Linked DNA regions of Mus musculus: region 2 is linked to region 1. A link is a contact called in public ChIA-PET data. All regions are on one chromosome and are shown on one strand. Each heading gives the region's core, a stretch centred on a gene start, on an enhancer-like site or on the middle of the called end of the contact. The rest is flanking DNA. Distances are from core to core; before and after follow the strand shown. Region 1 overlaps Prkcq (protein kinase C, theta). Region 2 has its middle 21 kb from the start of Gm10851.

The links. ChIA-PET counts read pairs in DNA pulled down with a chosen protein or histone mark.
Region 2: an RNA polymerase II ChIA-PET map of effector CD8 T cells shows a contact between it and region 1, with 8 read pairs. The contact joins two enhancer-like sites. A contact is called at or near these places in 5 of 484 Hi-C or Micro-C datasets (the HPC-5 cell line, LSK cells, centrocytes and 2 more), 10 of 115 datasets of contacts at active chromatin or transcription factors (the 230-238 cell line, the SCID.adh cell line, bone marrow-derived macrophages and 5 more) and 2 of 9 other capture datasets (adipose tissue and liver).

What each region holds. Positions count from the first base shown.
Region 1 is chr2:11,191,172-11,194,187 of GRCm38.p6, reverse strand. The region is part of intron 1 of Prkcq (protein kinase C, theta); the gene reads right to left. Among named protein-coding and RNA genes, the nearest start is that of Prkcq, 20 kb to the right of the region's middle. Within about 2 kb of position 1,542, at least 114 of the 459 cell types and tissues checked have an H3K27ac peak or open chromatin away from gene starts, as enhancers often do. A contact at or near this core is called in effector CD8 T cells and regulatory T cells, where this site is marked.
Region 2 is chr2:11,541,510-11,544,418 of GRCm38.p6, reverse strand. It overlaps a transcript of Pfkfb3 not described here. Among named protein-coding and RNA genes, the nearest start is that of Gm10851, 21 kb to the right of the region's middle. Within about 2 kb of position 1,593, at least 29 of the 459 cell types and tissues checked have an H3K27ac peak or open chromatin away from gene starts, as enhancers often do. A contact at or near this core is called in effector CD8 T cells and regulatory T cells, where this site is marked.

The DNA.
Region 1 (3,016 bases), core at 293-2,792:
TTTATGTGGCCTGTTCCTTTTCTACACTGACCGTGTGACTTGTCTTCCTTAAAAATTGCCTTTTTTTTGGGGGGGGGGGGGGAGGCGTTGAGATGGCTCAGTGGGTAAAACAACCTGCCACATAAACCTGATGTTTCAACTGTGGATCATAGTTTTTCATAGTTTCGGGAGAAACTATGAAAAAAAAAAAACCCAAAAAACAAAACAAAACAAAACAAAACAAAACAAAAACAAAAACAAAAAAAAAACCCTTAGGCAGCTGCATGCACCTGCAATCCCAGAATTTTTTGAGGTAAGAAGAGACAAGAGGTGCACACAGGCGAGGCCTGGGGGCCATCTGGCCTGCACCACGCAGAAAAACAGCAAGGAAGAACATGTCAGACTTTGCCTCCAAACAAAGGTGTAAATCTAGACTCATGAACTCTTTTAAGTATGTGCAAGATAATCTCTCACGCATGTACTTAAATTTTAAAGGGAATTCACTCCATCAATATTTAAGGGACACTCTCACAACAGCATTTATTCCTGTTTCTTACAAGCACATCCTTCTAAATTGCCTGGGATTTGGTTGAAAAGAGCCCTGAGTCCAACAAACCTCCCTTCACAGCTGCTAAGATAAAAACAGACATACAATATTTTTAAAATAAAATTAAAAAAAAAAAAAAGCTTAGTAAACACAGGGAGGAGACATATGCAGAAACCCACAACTGATTTAATTTGCAAAACCACACCGCCTTAGCTCAACTAGAGTGAAGATGATTTAGATAAAATACAACCAGAAAAGGGAGATAGCGGATACCGGGTAAGCAACACAGCTGATGCTGTAGCAGGAAACGCTCTGGGCGGGAAGTGAAGATCAGAAAAACTTTCTACATTGGCTTTGTTTCAAGATGCTGGAGGCAATCACTGCTCATTGGAAGAAGGTATTAACTTGTCTCTGTGGGAGAATCCTCACCTTGATGCAGGAAGGAAAACAAGACTTGTTAAATTGAAGCTGTGGAGTCTGGAGCTACCTTCATCTTTGCGTGCAAAGACCTGAGGAATTTCTCAAGAGGTGGATTGTATCTTTAGGGTGTAAGAAAAGAGGGCAAGAAAAACTCCGTGTAGAAACCAACGACTGTGGTTCCTTTCCCAGGAAGTATTTGCAGAGTAGATTACAAGCATAAATGACCATAACCGCACAGCAGGGCAAAACTGCCTCTGGAGGTGACACAGGCTGAAGGTCAAAGGAGAACAGAAAGCGAAAGCTTTTCTGTCTGAGCTTTATTTATGAGTTGGAATTCACTAAGCCATTCTCAAGCATTCTGCTGCTCATTTTCCTAGCTGTGAAATAATTCAGCCATAGGCAATAAAAGGTTAAGGATCAAAAGTGAAAGCAGAGATGAACCTTATGAATAAGGATTACAGCTGTCGGCTTAGGTAAGAGAAGATTCACCTAGGAGCTGGCATTCACTGCCCACTACCAAGACCCAGGCGCTATGTAGTAACAAAAGAATCCAGGGTAGAAAAAGAGAGTCACGTGTGCTTTGAGCCCTTCTAGAGGACCCAAGGGGAGCACTCAAGGATGTGTGGGTCTAGCAGAGAGGGTGGCCATGCTGCTTCTACGCTGTCTAATGGTGCCTTTGTTTTTCTTAACCATGATTTTGCGGCAGTGAGAATGTATGAGATTTTTTTTTTTCTGAGTCATACGTTAAACAATCTGAAAGCTGCTGGGGTTGCAGAAGTTCCCCTGAGCTTCCCAGCCTTGTCTGGATTCTTCAGGCACCGGCCATTACTCAACCTGCTCTCACCGAGCCCTGTTTGCTTTCTTCTCCAACAGACAGGTCTTCTGAGGGCTAGCTAGCATCTTCTCCTTTTATCCCTCTTTCCTCTCTATACACAAAATTATGTCCAATGTGGTTAGATATCTGATCAAGAAATATTTAACTCAAATAAGGCAAATTTAAAGTTTAAAATTAAAAAAATGTCCAGTTTCTGCTCATTGACTAAACCAGGCTAAGGTGTCGTGGAATGTCCACGGAACCTGGGTTTTTAAGGTGATCCGTGCCTTTCAAAGTCCTAAGGTGGCAGAGAATTTCAGGCATTGGAAAAGAATGTGGTGAAAATTTTCTACAATATTTTGTAGGAAGAAATGTTCCAAGGCAGTGGTTCTCCACCTGTGAGTCCCACACAACCCCTTTGGGGGTTGTCTATCAGATATTTACATTATGGTTCATAATAGTACCAAAATTAAAGTTATGAAGTAGAAATGAAATAATTTCATGATTAGTGGTCACCACAACATGAAGAACTAAGGGCCACAGCATTGGGAAGGTTAAGAACCACTGGTCTGAAGGGTTTCTTCCCAACAGGTTAGGGCACTTAGACTTATTTTATACCTTTCATAGTGTCTTCCCTTCTTCTATGACTGAATATATATATGATTGAAACCTAAAATCACTAGCTAGGACCTGGGGAAATGGCTCAGTGGAAAAGGGCCAGGTAAGGGTGAATACTTGATTTCTATGATCCCTGGCACCCTCTGGCTGTGGCCAAACACTTGGTCCATCACTTCAACACTGTCATGTCAGAGACTCACAAGTTGCCAGGCTAGCGAGGTAGCTCCACATTGAGTGAGAGGCCTGCTTCAAGGCAATGATGCAGAGATAATAGAGCAAGACACCCAGTGTCCTTCCCTGGCTTCTACATAGGCATGCACCTCCACATGTGTGCAGATACACAAGACTACACACACCACATATGCTTCCTCACATTCGCCAGACAAACAGAACACTCTAGCACTGGTGGGTCTGCTGTGGCAGGATGGTGACACTGAGGGAAGCCTTACTGACTGCAGCTCCCTAGAAAGAGGGTCATGAACGTCCTCTACCTAGGCAGTTATTGAATCTAATTTGTTTTCATGTATTCATTTCCAGGGCTAGTATGGATGTATTTGTTTATTTTTGAGGCAGAGTCGCTCACAGCCCAGCCTAGCCATGAACTTTCCTGTAACCAAGGTGACCTTGAACCTCTGATC
Region 2 (2,909 bases), core at 344-2,843, 350 kb before region 1:
GCTGGCAGCCAGATGCCATCTGAGATCAGTGGGCACGGAAGCATTAGTAGCAGAAGGCCAAAACCTGACGTTTTTGTCTGAGTTGCACTTTACAATTAATTCAGGAACTCTGCCACCCCAAGGCAGCGTCTTTTGTAGCCCAGGTTGGTCATAAGCTAAGGCTGGCCTAAATCCTGACTCTCCTGTCTCTACCTCCCCAAGTACCACCATGCCCAGCTTTACTGGGAAACTGGTAGTGCTAGGGATAGAGCCCAGGTCCCCAGGCATGTTAAACCAGCATTCCACCACGGAGCACATCTCCAGTTCTCAAGTTTACTCTTAACCTCCTTGAGGCAGGATCTCAGGCTGCTTAACTATCTATAGGCTAGCCAGGCTTTGATCTTGTAATCTTCTGCTTCAGCCCTCCCCCAAAGCGGGCATCATAGGTTCATCTTATTGCAAAAATGTTTTTAAGGCCAGGCATGGTGGCACACGCCTTTAATTCTAGCACTTGGGAGGCAGAGGCAAGTGGATCTCTGCGTTCCAGGCCAGTCTTGCAACATGAATACACACACACACACATGCAAATGTATATATGTATATATATATATTTTTTTCTTCAAGCAGGGTCTCATTATATACCCTTGGGTGGCCTAAAGCTTGTCATGTGTGTGTATGTGTGGTGTGTGTGTGTGTGTGTGTGTGTGTGTGTGTGTATGTATATATGTATATACTGTAATTTTTTTTAAACAGATTTTCTCTACATAGCCCTGTCCAGACTCGCATTGAACTTACGGAAATCTACTGCCTTAGCCTTTCAAGTGTGGGATGAGAGATTTTTGCCACCATGTCTAGCAATTTAAGAAAAGTGTTTATTAAATGTTGTTTATTGCCGGGTGACGGTGGTGCACTTCCAGAACAGCCAGTGCTATGCACAGATAGACCATGTCTGGAAAAAACAAAAAAACAAAAGGAAGAAACAAGGATGTTACTTATTTTTATTTTACGGGTGTTTTGTTTAGAGATACATCTGTGTACTGTGTGCAAGGAGTGCCCAAAGAGACCAACAGAGGGCGTCGGATCCCCCTGGAATTGGAGTAACTGACACGTGGGTTCTGGGAACCAAACCTGGCTCCTCTGAAAGAGCAGCCAGTGTTCTTGTCCACCGAGCTGCCTCTCCAGCTCCTGCAATTTAATTTTTAAAATATTTAAACATTTTAATTTTTATGTCTGTGTATCACATGTGTGCATTGCCTGTGGAGGTCAGTAGAGGGCCTTGGACCCCCTGGGATTGGGGTTGCAGGTAGCTGTTAGCCCCCTTATAGGTAGCTGATGCTCTCCACCAAGGACCCGATTTTCCAGCCTCTTCATTGATTGTTTTGGGAAAGGGTCTCACTCTGTCACCCTGGCTGGCCTGGCACTTGTTTGCTATGAAAACCAGGCTGGCCTCAAACTCACAGAATTCCTCCTGCCTCTGCCTTCCAAGTGCTGGGGTTATGAGTGTATCACTACACCTGGCTTATTATTATTTTAGTTATGCAGCTCTGTGTGGGTTTGTGCATGTGATTAAAGTACACAGGAAAGCCACAAGGGGGTGCCAGATCCCTGGAGCTGGAGTTATAGGCAGCAGTAAAGCAGCTTGATGTGGACACTGGGTATTGAACATGGAGCAGCTGGGCACACTGTGTACTACTGATCCATTTCTTCAGTCCACTGCAGAGCTTTTAAGAAACTTGATGCCCCGGGAATTCTGGTAAATACTTTTGTTTGCTGATTTGGGATGATATTTCCTGACACAACACTTATCCTTAGGCTGTACAGTACACTTTATTTTCTAGTGTATTATATTTCATTGAAAAAGACTCTAGTTTTGCTAGAGTAAATGGACTCCAGGGACACAATGGTTTATACTTCATCATTGTGAAGCTATTCTTCTGTGTTCCAACCTATCTAGAGGTTGGAAGAGTTAGCCCTCTTTGACTGACTCCCTTGCAGCTAAAGTTTGGGGTACGGCTTAGGTACTGTGGAGACTGGAAGGCTTGATCTCCACCTTGTTGTGCTAGGGAAATGTGGTGCAAAGATGTGGTTCTTAATGGCAGGAAGTTAAGTCACAGAGGGCACACCCTTGAAGAGGATACAGCTTCTTCTACCTCCTGTCTTTGCTTTCTGACCACTATGAGGTGAGCCAGAAGGCTTTGTACTGTGCCCTCACTTAAAAAAAATCAACTGAAGCAACTACTTATAATGTGAAAGGAAAATAAACCCTTTTCCTTGTGAATATATAATAAGAGGGGGCAACAGGTGTGGGTATAGGGGCATGGGTTACAGAAAAGGCTTAGTGGTTAAGAGCAGTTGTTGCTCTTCCAGAAGAATGCAGACAGGAGTTCCATTCCCTGCATCCATTTCAGGCAGCTTACAACTACCTGTAACTCTAGCTCTGAGAGGTCCAACAACATCCTCTGGCCTCCATACTCATGTGTCATGCGCATACACATACACACACACACACACCCATATACATAATTTTAAAAATGAATGTATAATGCACTTATAAGTTGATTGATCCATGCATTTTTGTCACAGAGATGGAAAGTTGACTGACATATTGAATATCTAGTAAACCAGGTCTGAAGATACAACAAGGACATACAGCAGACAGAACATAGCTGTGGAGCTGGCATCATGACAGCTACAGTGAAGACAAAACCCACAGAGAACAGATAAGAAGACCGGGTGTGTTGGGGAATGTCTTTAATCCCAGCACTGCAGAGGCAGAGAGACAGAGGCAAAGGCAGAGGCAGAGAGAGAGAGAAGCAGGGAGGCACAGAGGCAGAGAGGCAGAGAGACAGAGGCAGAGGCAGAGGCAGAGAGACAGAGGCAGAGGCAGAGAGGCAGAGGCAGAGGCAGAGGCAGAGGCAGAGGCAGAGGCA